2 separate regions of the Mus musculus genome follow, and region 2 is linked to region 1. The links are chromatin contacts, called in public HiChIP or PLAC-seq maps. All regions are on one chromosome and are shown on one strand. Each heading gives the region's core, a stretch centred on a gene start, on an enhancer-like site or on the middle of the called end of the contact. The rest is flanking DNA. Distances are from core to core; before and after follow the strand shown.

Region 1 (6,569 bases), core at 2,701-5,200:
AGAATGCCCCAGGATTTAAGACAGACTTCCTGCCCTTCCATCAGAGGTTTCCTGGAGAAAATAGATTATAAAAGTGCCATTGAGAACCGCTGTAAGAGTTACAGACCTTATCGAATAAGAAAGCCCAGTTATAGAAGGTTACCTATCTTGAGTAAAGGGAGGTACAAAGAGCCTAGATCAGAGTAGGATGGCTGCCATCCTTCAGATCCCAATTTCAAAGACCAAGAGACAGATTCAAGAGTTCCTAGGTACTTCTGGATATTGCTGCCTCTGGATACCAGAGTTTGTGGTAATTGCAAGGCCTTTATATGCTAGCACAAATGGGGTGCTAAGCCCCTGATCTGGCCTCAGACTAAACAAAAGGCATCACAAAATGGATATCATTGTTAAGATACCTGCAGTGCAGATCAATAGCAAACACCAAACATGAATAGCAGCAGTAGCTGCAGGAACCGCAAGGCTCCACCAAATCAGCACAAGTCATCAAAAGTGGTAAGGATCAACTGGAATACCACAAGAAATTGTTTGGTGCCTTTCTCTCTACAACAAAGTCAAGACAAGTGAAGATCAGCAAAGACCAGCAAAGAAGCAAGACCAGCAATGGGTTGAACGGCCAGAGGCAAGCAAAAACCAGTGAACACCAGCGAAGCATTGTACAGTGTCATAATGCAAGAGCAGCCTCTCACTGTTTGTGGGGCTCTATTTCTACCCTTTCAAAACACCATGCACCCACTCAAGCCTCCACTTCAGCAAATGCCCTCTCACGTATCTGCTTCAACAGAACACCGTCGCTTATGACAGCTTCCAGAAAACCATCACATGACACAATTGAGTTTCCAAAGAAACCAGAAATTTCCAATGTCAGCTTGTTGTAGTCTGATGCCACTGCCTGGGTCAAACAACTGGCCAAAGAGGCACTGAAACTAACTAGGAAAGGACCTCACACGGTGGTTCTCTCCACTCCTGTGGCTGTGGAAGGTAGCTGCCACAAAAAAGCAGAAGCCAGACACTGCTGCCAAATGTATTGTCTCCTGGACCGTGCACCCATTAAAATTGAAGTTTCATTAGGCCCCAGGCCCTTTACTCCCTGTCCCTCTAATCCCTCCTGAGTCTTACACTATAGATATGTACGGGGTCATGGTCCAACCCCCACTGTCCCCAGGCCTAGACTAAAAACTTATGAAGACAGATACAGGGAAGGCATTAGCTAGTGTGACCATAGACCAACAATCCATTGTCCATCCTGACCGTTACTGATGCTTGCTTATAGTGTCTGGTATAAGTGTGCACGTGCGTGCGCGCGCGTGTGTGTGTGTGTGTGTGTGTGTGTAAGAGAGAGAGAGAGAGCAGAATTTATCTTTTGAAATAAAAATATAGAATTTACAATTCTATGCATGTCCTGAAGCTAGGCCCCCTAGTTGCCAGAAACAAGGGAGTTTCCATTGCAAAAATTAGGTTTATAAAACAGGATTCCTGAAAAAAAAAATCCTTTAAAAAGATACTGGCCTTTGAGAAACAGGAAACATCTGGAGAGTCAGATTCTTTGTCCCAGGAAGGGACCCTAGGGGTAAAGTTAATCATCCCAGCCTGAAGTTGGCCAGGATTGCTGCTTATGCTGAAACACCGAGACCCTGCACTACTACACAGGGATACGAACTAATCAGACTGCCAACACACTGACTGATACAACTCACTGAGACTGGTAGTAGCCCAAATTAATGTTAAAAGACTTATAAAGGGGGCTGGTGAGATGGCTCAGTGGGTAAGAGCACCCGACTGCTCTTCCGAAGGTCCAGAGTTCAAATCCCAGCAACCACATGGTGGCTCATAACCATCCGTAACGAGATCTGATGCCCTCTTCTGGTATATCTGAAGACAGCTACAGTGTACTTACATATAATAATAAATAAATCTTTAAAAAAAAAAACTTATAAAGGCTAAAACTTATCAAATATTCAAAACTTTAAACCTAGGCACTACTGATATCTGCTTATAGAATTAACCTTATAGGTTAATTCTTATAAATAACAACAATATAACTGAGACGACTTTGTGGGCATGTATTAATGGTTTGACTAAATATGCCCCTTCTGATGCTTTCCAAACTAATGATAGGTTGATCAGGACCTAGAGATATTAAAACAACAGTTAGATTCCTTTACAGAAATGACCCTACAAATTGGAGAGGCTTAGAGTTACTTCTCATGGGCTTTAAAAACAACAGCAACAACAACACCTATGTCTGGCTTTGGGAAAAACCTATTGTTTCTATACAAATTGATCAAGAGTAATTAAAAACAAGACCCAAAACCTTGCCAGTGTTGGGGAAATACTTGGTTCCCTGGCTAACTACTCTGCTATCAAACACGGGCCAGGTCTTTAATTCTCATTCTGATTAGATTGACACCAGGTTCCTGCATCAAAACTAAAACAGGATAAGTCCATTGTTTGACTCGTTTTCTAAGACCAATGAGGAATGTAACAGGCCCAGACCTTAGCACATCTGACTCCATGATGGAAATGCTGTTCAGGTTATAAAACTCAGCACATAGGCTGTAACACCTGCCAAAACCAAAACAAAACCAAAGACTTATTCTGTCAAAGCAAGCAATACATAGTTTTGTAAAGACATTTGTATAGAACATGTAAAGTGTATGGATCGATTAAGGAAGATCAATAAAGACAACTGCCCTGCTTTAGAGGATAGATAGTTTGATCACATAATCAAACCACAATATAAATTTCCATTTATGTCATCTTAAAGGATGGTATGTAATAATAAGTCATGAGAATTTTTGTTCCCAATAAGAGTTATTGGCTGAATATAGACATTTAAGTCTCAGCTGGCCCCAGAGCTGCCTCTGTGTACATATACATCACTTATCTTGTTGATCTTGTTAGTCTCCTTCTTGTCCATAGCCAAAATCTTTAGGGGGGGGTCTCTCTTTGTCATGTCTGATTTTTATCAACTTGAAAGAAACCCATACCTTTTCTTTTCCTGTGGAAACATAGGCATAACCTCTCCCCCAGAGTACCACATTTCTTGTTTTCTATTCTGATGTTAGAACATCCTTAAAATAAGCAGGCTGATTTAGTTTAGTAGATTTTCCCACAATCTAATGTCTCTTAATAGCCATAGTTTTTTGTTCATTAGCACTTAAAAATTTTAAGGTTAATAAAGTACTATATAGGGCTGGAGAGATGGCTCAGTGATTTAGAGCACCAATTGCTCTTCCAGAGGTCCTGAGTTCAATTCCCAGCAACAAATGGTGGCTCACAGCCATCTGTAATGGGATCTGATGCTCTCTTCTGGTGTGTCCCAAGAGTGACAGTGTAGCTACATTAAATAAATAAATCTTTAAAAAATAAAGTACTATATAATATATCTTTAGAGATCTTCATTGCCCCCTTTTGTTTTATATTATATTACGTTTAAAATTTGTTTTATTTTATTAGATACATATGCCAGACCATTGTTCGTTTTAATTTGTATGGGTATATAATGGCCATAACTTCTAACAAATGTGTAATTATAGAATCAACCTTTTCTGAAGTTAAGGCAGTTGCCCATTGAAATCTTGAATATGTGTCTATTGTATGATGCACATATCTCAGTTTACTAAACTGAATATATCTATTGCCAAATTTCACTTCTTTGAGTACCTTTAGGGTTAATTCATGTAGGTAATGGAGTTTGGTTATATAATGTAAGTAGCACATTGTCTCACAATTTTCTTGGCTTGTTGCCAGGTGATAGGGAATTCTTCCTTTAAACATTTACTGTTAACATGTTTTTTAATGGCATTTTGAAGCGTCTAATACACTTCCAATCAATAGGTGATCAATTTTATTATTACCTTGTGCCGGAGGGCCTGGCAGACCTGTATGGGATCTCATGTGGGATATATATAGTGGATGACTCCTAGTCTTGATTATTTGTTGTGGCTGAATAAACAGTGAGTCAATTTAGAGTCATCCTGAGTAAGTTTAGCAGTCTCTATGTGCAAAACAACCCTTTTGTATATGGAGAGTCAGTTACTATATTAAGAGGCTCTTGAAAATCCGATAACATCATAAGTATTGTATATAATTGAACTGATTTATAGGGACTATTTGTCAATTTTTATCTTGTGTCCATAACAAGACAATCTCTATATTCATAAAAGGTACAACAATTTTAGCTGGATCCATTACAGCTAACTGTCAACGTCTCATTTTTCCTTTTAGCATCAATTTAGAAAACTTTGCTATGTAGGTTTTTAATTTCTTACTGTTTCTGTGTTTAAAATATTCATTTTAAGATATAATCTTGCCTCTGCCTGAGAATTCCTGTAGGGGAATGAGTAGAAGGCAAAATAACTAAGATGCAGGCCATCTTTGGATTAATATGATCTAGATGTGTATCCTGAAATTTACTTTCTACCAAAGCGAACTCTTTTTCAGCCTTGGCAGATAATTTTCTCAGGCTATTTAAATCTTTATCAACTTGTAAGTTTTGAAATAAATTGTTTACCTCTTGAGTAGCCAAGCCAATTGCAGGTCACAGCCAGTTAATATCTTCTAGTAGCTTCTGAAAATCATTAAGAATCTTTAATTGGTTTTTTTTTTTTTTCTGATTTGCACCTTTTGTGGCCTACCCTTTTATAGACTTATTCTATATACTAGATAATTAATGTAATCCTCTCTTGTGTCTTTTCAGGGATGATTTATAATTACCAGAAAGTCAAGGCAGGGATTTTTAGAAGGGGTTGCTTGTTCGTTTGTTTGTTTTTATTTTTTAAGATTTATTTATTTATTATATGAGTACACAGTTGATATCTTCAGACACACCAGAAGAGGGCATTGGATCCCATTACAGATGGTTGTGAGCCACCATGTCGTTGCTGGGAATTGAACTCAGGACCTCTGGAAGAGCAGTCAGTGCTCTTAACCCCTGAGCCATCTCTCCAGCCCTTTGTTTGCTTTTCTTCATCTAACATTCTTTTTAGGATATTTATATCTTAATCAGTCAGTATGATATCATCTATATAATAATAAATAATGTATTAAGGAAATTGTTTATGAATCATCTATAATGGCTGTTATACAAAATACTGACATGAGGTAGGGCTATTTAACATTCTTTGTGGCAGGACTTTCCAATGATATCTTTTTATTGTCCAACCTCTATTAAAGGTAGGTACTGAGAAAACCAACCTTTCCTTATCATGTTCATATAAAGGAATTGTGAAAAAAAAAAAAAAACAATCTTTTAGATCAATCACTATGATAGGCCATTCCTTAGGCAACAAGAAAGGCAATGCAGTTCCAGGCTGCAGGGAACCCATTGGCTGAATAATCTTATTGATTGCTCTGAGATCTGTCAACATCTTTCATTGGCCAGACTTCTTTTTAATGACAAATACTGGAGAATTCCAAGGGCTGGTGGACTCTTCTGTATATTGAGCCTCTAGCTGTTCCTGGACTAGCTGTTCTAGTGCCTGTGTTTTTCTTTTGTCATATACCATTGACCAATTCAAATGGATTGGTCAGTCAGCCACCTTAGTGGTAAGGCTGTTGGTGTCTTATCAGCAGTGGCTCTTTGAGGTCGAGCTGAATTGTCAGCCTCTGCTGTATCTTATTTATGGACAGCCTGGACAGTCTGTAACTGTCTTTGATAACATTCCTTAACTAATTTGATGTTTTTATTAGGATCCTGACTGGTTTTGCAAACTGAAAGGATATTAATTTGCATTTTCCACTACTGTAACAGATCTCTTCCCCATAAGTTTATGGCTATATCGGCCATCTATGACTTTAATTTTCCTATTTGACTTTCAGGTCCTATATACTAAATCATTTGCTTTATTTGGAATAAAGCTCCAACTCCTTGAAATTGGATGTCTACTTCTTGAAGTGGCTAACCTATAGACTAAAATTTTGGAGTGATAATGTGACATCTGCTTCATTGTTAACCATTCCTTTAATTTCAATATTGTTTACTAATATTCTTAGCTTGGGCCTTTGATCCTCTATTGAAGTTTGTCAAAATATTTGGTTTTGGCCCCTTTTTAGCTTTTTAAATTGTCTATAGAATTTGACTCCACCTTGTTATCTGGTCTCACAATGTCTGTTTTCAGAGCAGTAGAGTTTAATTGTCCCGAGAAAGAAAACTCTCCCTGTTTAGCATTGGGGCCTGCAAGAGCCCCACCCCCACTCCCAGGAGACTTTTGGTAAAATGTTGCCCCATTTGTCTGTTGTTGCTCTACATTCCCTAGTCCTACGGCCTTTGCCATATCTTTTACATATTCCAGGAGGCATAGACTCCCTTTGGGATTAATCTGTTTTTCTCTGTAGTTTATCTTGAAATGACCCTGCTCACCACAATTAAAACATTTGAAATTTTGGGTCGTCTCAAGGACTCTAGTGGCAGCTTCTCTTATTAAGGTCCTATCAGGCAAACGAGGCCCAACATCAGCAGTATATCTAATCCACTCCATCCATCGATGCTGACCTTGCCCTCAGTGGTCTGATTATTTCTTTGCATTCAGCATTCACATTTTCAAAAGCCAAAGACTCGATTGGTGCCT
Region 2 (6,993 bases), core at 830-3,329, 620 kb before region 1:
TTTGCCCTGAAATGGAGGGGTGGGGTCAGGGAGAGATTGTGGCAGCTGAGCCTGGAAAATGACCATTTTTGAAAGGTGCCAGTTTTCAGCTTCCGGACGTAGGTACTTGTTCTCATTTTGGAAAGGGTTCTGCTTGGCTGGAGGACATCAGCCCTAGCGTGGGCTTCCTGGTGCTGTGTCAGCTTTGAAGAAGCTGAGGGAATGATTTCAAGATGTACAGAGGACTAAGCCAAGGGAAGCCACTTTTGGAGACTAAAGAGCAAGCTTGGCATGGAGAGATGCCAAAGCCCCCTTAAGTGTTCAGGGCTCTGGGCTTTGTATAGGATCTTTATCTAACACATTTGCAGATTTCTCAAGTGCATTGATGAATATTTAGAATTAAGGAAAGAAAAGAGGCAATACTCCACCAGTGTCCCTTAATAACCCCTGTATGGACCAAAAAGTGACACCACATTGTTGCTCCAACCACTCTCTGTGCCACCACACTCTCTGAAGCCCCAGTCAGATCTGAGCAGGGCAGTGCTTCCCTCTGCAGCTCCCTGGCCACTGTTTCTTTCATGCTGGCCAGCCCAGCTGTGTGCTACCCATCAACCCCTCAGACATTGTTCTGAGCATCACTGAAAGTGAGCTGCCATTTGTTTTCTTGTGGGAATTTTATGGCAAAACAGAGAAAACACAGTTTTGAAGTGTTTTACTCCTATTGTTTTATATGCATAGATGTTTTGCTTGTATACCATGTGCATGTCTGCATGGTACCCAGCAGACGCTAGAAGGGGACACTTAATTCCATGGATCTGGAGTTACAGATAGCTGTAAGCCATCATGTGGCTGCTGAGAATTGAACTTGGATCCTCTCGAAGAGCAACAAGTGCTCTTAATCCCTAACCATCTTTCTAGCCCTGAAAATATCTTTAATTTTCCCCACAACGTTATGTGTCTGAATGTTTTGCCTGCATGTATGTTTGTGTACTACATGCATACCTGGTCCTCATGGAGGCTAGAAGAGGGCATTGGATCCCCTGGAACTGGAGTTACAAATGGTTGTGAGCTGCCAAGTGGGTACTAGAACCGAACCTTGGCCCTGTACAAGAGCAGCAATGGCTCTTAACTATCGAGTCATCTCTTTAACTCACCTTGCCCTCCTAAAGTCTTTTGATTTTTGTCTTTTCTTTTAGTTTCACCTAGTCTGTAGTCATGGTGTTCCGAAAACATGGTCAGGCGTTGGTGGTGGTTGTTTGGGGTGTGTGTGTGTGTGTGTGTGTGTGTGTGTGCGCAGGTATTTTGTTCTGTTTTGAGACATGTAGCCCAAGCTGGCTTCAAACTCACTGTGTAACTGAGGATGACCCCGAATTCTTGATTCTGCCTCTGGCTCCCAAGTGCTGGGATTCCATGCTTGCCATACTCAGCTGACATCATGAGACATCACCACATTCTAACTGAGCATGGACTGGGATATCCTTCTATGTGTCCTGTCCCCTTGCCTTTCAAACACTCCCACCACCCAGGACTCTAGGAGAGGGCCCAAAGGAAGATTCAGAAAAATAGATCCTATTCATGCCTCAGAACCCCTTATCCCGAAAGGCTTGAGAACAGCCTGGGAGACCATGACCTCTAAAACCTTCAAAGAGATGAGCAAGGCCACTCCCAGGAAACAATACAACAAACTAGATCCTGTCAAAGATGTGAGGGGATTTCCTTGACTGTCATGTTGTTGGGAAGCACATAGGTCACAGGGTACCCACTGTCACTGGTACCATCTCACCCTGTACCAGTGAGAATCTAGTCAACACCATGTATACCCAAAGCTTTGACACCCCCCACACACACCTACACCCACACACACTTCTATCTGTTTTATTAACATCTTGAGATTTCTATGAAGTAGAAATACAGAGTATTCTGACAGCTGGGCTCCCCCTCCTTGCTGGAAAGAGATGACTGGCTTTTTAAGGGGTGGGATCCTTGTTTGGTGTGGCATCCCTGGTTGGGAGGGGCAGCTAAAGTAAGCCAGAGTCCAGGGAACAAAGCTGGCACAGCCACCTGATGGCTGAATGCCAAATCCACCTTTCCAGATATGCCACCTCAGCAGGCCCTGGTGAGTAACTCCACTCCTGGAACAATGGCTGTCTGTGTGTAAAGGGCCCGAATATGAACTGGGCTCTCACTGCCTGCCATGTTCACAAGTGATGAGTCAACTGGAGTTGAGTGGGGACCTCAGCAGGAGATTAGGTCAGACACATGAAAACCAAACAAAACCAAACAGCGAGAGTGTCTCCAACTGACCTGGTAAGCGGAGAGTATGACGGAGCTCCCATAGGAAGGTGAGGGGGGACTGTCATCAACTGGTCCAGTGTGAAGAACAGGATACAATAAGAAATATAGCCACTTGGCGTTAGATTCTCAAAGCAAGTCCTCCAGACTTCCTTCTGACCCTCCCCCACTCTTTGCACCAATATGCCATAAGACTGGGTCCACACCCAGCCGTCTGGAGAGACACAGTAACTGCCCACAGCCACAGTCCCACTCTCCTTCATCCAGTTTCACAGGAAGTTTTGTGTCTTCTACTTTGGGCTGCCTGCAAACTGAGTGTCAAGCAAACATGTCAGGCATAGGTGACTTTGAATTCTGGGCAATCTATCCTGATTGGCCCTTTCCCTCACCTAATGATATTCTATCTTTGTGTTTCACTAATGCACTATGATCCACATCTAATCCTTTAAGGAATGAGGTGGGGTAAGAACAAATAGATAAGTCATTAAGCTGACCTCAGAGTGAAATTCAAACAACCCATGAGTCTTCTGTATTCCCACCCAGCAGGGGCGGTGGAGACAATGGTCTCTTCTTCCTGCAGAAGGGCAGAAAAGCAAGAGTGCAGAGCTGCCCTGGGGGTAGTATTCTCCAGCCTTCTCATGAGTACTTCAAGTGTTCATTTATTCATTGTAAGCTTAGATTTTTCAAAACCTACTTTAATCAGAGTTCTTAAATGCTTTAACCTCCTTTCTAGTCCACCACCCACCAGAGGCAGTGGAAAGGACAGGTTAGTAGGGCAAAAGGGGGATGTAGACCTGTTTAGAAATTGTCTTGGGGCGATTCCAATCTTTACTGTCAGGATACCAGCAGTTCAGTTCACAGGAATCAGCAGCAGTAGCTTGATCCACTTGCAAACACCAGCAATGGCAGCTTGGTTCAGTAGAAACCACAAGGCTCTGCCAATTGGCCCTAGATCTGAGGAAGTGGCAAGAGGCTGCTGGAATATCACAAGAAGTTTTTGGTACATTCCTCTCTACAAAGTCATGACAAACAATAATTAATAAAGAAGGCAAGGCGAACCAACACCACACAGCATCATCTACTGCCTGTTGGGTTATATGTATACCCTTTCCAAACATCATGTGTCCTCTCAAGTGTCTACTCCAGCAAAATGTCACATGCCCTTTTCCCAGGCAGCTTCTCAGCAAAACATCTTCTCACATGTCTGGTTCAGCAAAATATACTCTCATAAGAAAGTTTTCAGAAAAACATCACATGACACAAAAGAAACTCAAAATTTCCACTTCAATTCATTCATTCATTCATTCATTCATTCATTCAGACTCAACAAGCATACACTGAACACATGCTATCTGTTAGAAGCTGGGTGACCTAGGCAAGTGCCGTCCTCTCAATGAATTGGCACCATAGTGGTGGTGGTAGGGGTAGAATGAAGAACAGCAATCACATAAGCCACATGATTTCAGATAAAGCAAATAAATGGGTTGAGAATGACTCACATTATCTATAAGCTTAATACTGTAGGTGTGAAGGATGGAGGATCACAAGTTCAAAGCCAGTTCCAGGCTCAGCAGGGCCACACAGTTTCAAAATAGCAAAAGAAGACAAGGAGGATGAGGAGGAAAGGGGGAAGAGAGAAAGAAAACTAAAAGTAAGCAAACATAGTTGGTGGAATCTCTAGGGGGTCATATTTGAACAAAAGTCTGAACACAGGGAAGAGATGACCGAAAAGAAGATATTGCCAAAGGCCCTGTGGTAGGAATATGCTTGATATATTCTGAATATGGTTAAGAAGGCTCCAGAACTTGGCTGGAACACAACAGATGACAGGAGTCTGGAGGAAGATCAGGGAATAAGAAGCCTAGATCATATAGGGATGCATATTCCATGAGGAAGAGTAAGATGTTATGAATAGCATGGGGAGCTGATGATGCCTTACAGCTCACTGTAGAGAAAGAGATCTCTGACCCTGTGGAATAAGAAGTCATCCAGCCACTGCTGTGGTGAGGGTTAAAGATGCTAGCCTGGATTATGATGCTGGTGAAGGAGATCTAGTACTACCCACTTTCAGTAAGGAAATTAACTAATTAAACTACTATTATATAGGGGAAATCTGTCTTAGGATCAATGAAATATAGTCATCAGGGAATAGAAGCTCAAAGCTTTACCCTCAATCAAGCATGTAAAGAAATGAAGGACAACTCTATAGCTTGGTCTGAGCACTGACTGAAGTGAAGAGACCAGGAGGTGCAGCTTTGGGGACAAGCAGGAAGCACACTAGGAGTGAGAGGTGTATATTCCCCACATGCTGTGTTTCAGCTGACCATCAGACACCCAGGCAGCTCAGCCTACTAGAGTTGGACATAAGATCCTGGAGCTCAGTAAGGAAGGGGCTGGGTGTATAATTTGAGGGACTTTGCACTGAGATGGCTGGTTGCCATGAAACAGGATGTCATCTTTCTTTTTCTCTCTTCTGGAACCCCAGGGTTAGGTTCACTTTTCCAGAGGAGGTGTAGCAGCATCTATTTACCCCAGACAGGGCAGCATCCAGAGCAAGGAAACAGTGCCACCCATGTCCAGTCAGTGCCACCCATGTCGGTGGACAAGTGAGTTAACAGGGTTTGCTTCCTGGAGCACAGTGATGGGTTCCTACAGGGGAAAAGGTAGGAGATTCCTGCAAGGAAGCAGGTAAGGGGTTTTAACAGGGAAGCTGGTGAGAGGTTCCTACAGGGAAGCAGGTGAGGGGTTCCTACAGAGAATGGGTTAGACGTTCTCACTGGAGCACGGGGGAGGGGTTTCTACAGGAGCATGGGGGAGCAGGGCAGGATTCCTATATTAGCTCATGTGAGAGTGTCCTGGTTAATTTTTATTATCTTATTTGACACAGCCTGTAAGAGGGAAACTTAGCTGAAAATTTTGCCAGATCAGACTGGTCTGTCACCTTGCTTGTGAGAGGCTATAATGATTAATGGTTAACTGGTGTGGGAGAACCCAGCCCACTGTGGGCAGCACTATGCCTAGGCAGGTGCTGGACTGTATAGTAAAGCTAGCTGAGTAGGATCCAGTGAACAATCCAGTAAGCAATGTTTCTCCATGGCTTCTGTTTGCCACCCCCACCTTTTCCCACCAGACCCCCTACTACCACCATAATCACCTTTACCATCACCATCACCAAAGCTGCTACACCACTACTATAGCCACCACACCACCACCACTATAGCCACCATCACCTCTCACCCTCAGTATCCCCACTATAGCCATGACTGCCTCCATCACCTCTGTTTTCACCACTCTCACCTCTACTACCACTCCCACCACCAACTCCATGTTACCACTATTACTCTTAGCCAGGACTATCTCATGGTGCCATAAAGCATCCATGATAATTCTACTAGTCAGTGTCTACTCAATGCCTACCTGTGTCAGTTATTACTCTTTTTACTGCCTGTGTACTTGCTCAGGTAAAACTCATAGCAGCTCTTGAGTGGAGGGGGAAGGACTATTACTACCACAACCACCCCATTTGTAGTTAATGAAACCAAGGCATAGAGTAAGCGAACAATCAGCTTAAAGTTTTCTTTGCAGGTGATAGAGGCAGGATGCAAAGCCAGCGGTCCTTACCCTGGGGTCCACATCCCTAATCTCTTCCTGAAGTGCAGCCCAATGTCAAGGCCAGGGTTGCTGAGTTCAAGGTCCAGTAGGAAGTTAAAGGGAGGAGCATCTTTCTTCTCCTATCATGCTGGCCAGGATGTAGACACTTGTAGGCAACTATCTTAGAAGCAACTATCTTCTTATTTTATGTATGAGGGCAATACATAAGATCTATCAAATAAAACAAAGTAAAAGGAGGAGAAGGAAGAGGAGGAAGAAATACCAGTTGGGTCTCCAAAATGGTGCAGCCCCATTATTGGTTTTGGTCTGCTAAGGGGAGAGTAGGATCAACCTCTGCTTGGTTGGAGCTGCTGTTAATTTTAGTTTGAATAACTGAATAACAAGCACTGAATCAGCATCTGTAATGACACAGTGGGCAAAGCAAGGCTGTTAGCATCTCAAAGGAGCTGTCTCCAGCTTTGGAATGCAAACGGCCCCATTCCACCTCTTTGAGGTTGAGCTTTCTGAAGATGGCTATGCCAAGCAACAAAAACCAGACATTTGGGTTGGAGGTGGGGAGGGGCCTGTCTCCATGACAACAAGGTGGTGATGTCTTTATTTATGTGGAATAATAAATGCTTCAGTCATTTTTATGAGCATAAAGGTGAAAATGATCAAACCCAACAAGCCTTGCTAAGCAAAGAGCTGACACTCCAAACAGATGTCTGGTCTCACAACGCTGGGTGTGAACATGCTTAGAGAAGGTAAGATCTGAGTAGAGACCAGATAGATGATCTAATCTGATCAGAAGGCCAGGAGAGAGAAGAAACAAAGGAGGTCAAAACCAGTCCTTGGACATGACTGTTGTCGATCTAAACCACTTCTCAAATCATTTTAAATTAAAAAATACATTTAATAGTGTAGGAATTTTAAGTGTGTATAATTAATCCCAAACAGAACTGTGGGCAGGGTCTGTTTGGTTTTCCTGTTTGCTGGTTGGTGTTTTTTTCACAACAGTGAAGATGAAACCCAGACCTCCCTATACTGGAAGGTGTGCCACGCAGCTACATCTCAGCTAGAGCATGCTTTTGCACTGTAAAATATGGAACACACACACTCACTTGCGCATGC

Evidence for each region. HiChIP or PLAC-seq counts read pairs in DNA pulled down with a chosen protein or histone mark.
Region 2: a contact with region 1 is called in a FOXA1 HiChIP or PLAC-seq map of pancreatic cancer cells. The contact joins two enhancer-like sites. A contact is called at or near these places in 5 of 39 promoter capture datasets (the C10 cell line, the HPC-7 cell line, embryonic stem cells and 2 more) and 2 of 115 datasets of contacts at active chromatin or transcription factors (embryonic stem cells and pancreatic cancer cells).

Annotation. Positions count from the first base shown.
Region 1 is chr11:20,264,477-20,271,045 of GRCm38.p6, reverse strand. No RefSeq gene overlaps it. Among named protein-coding and RNA genes, the nearest start is that of Gm39604, 13 kb to the right of the region's middle. Within about 2 kb of position 3,950, at least 5 of the 459 cell types and tissues checked have an H3K27ac peak or open chromatin away from gene starts, as enhancers often do. A contact at or near this core is called in pancreatic cancer cells, where this site is marked.
Region 2 is chr11:20,882,342-20,889,334 of GRCm38.p6, reverse strand. No RefSeq gene overlaps it. Among named protein-coding and RNA genes, the nearest start is that of Gm39608, 13 kb to the left of the region's middle. Within about 2 kb of position 2,079, at least 32 of the 459 cell types and tissues checked have an H3K27ac peak or open chromatin away from gene starts, as enhancers often do. A contact at or near this core is called in pancreatic cancer cells, where this site is marked.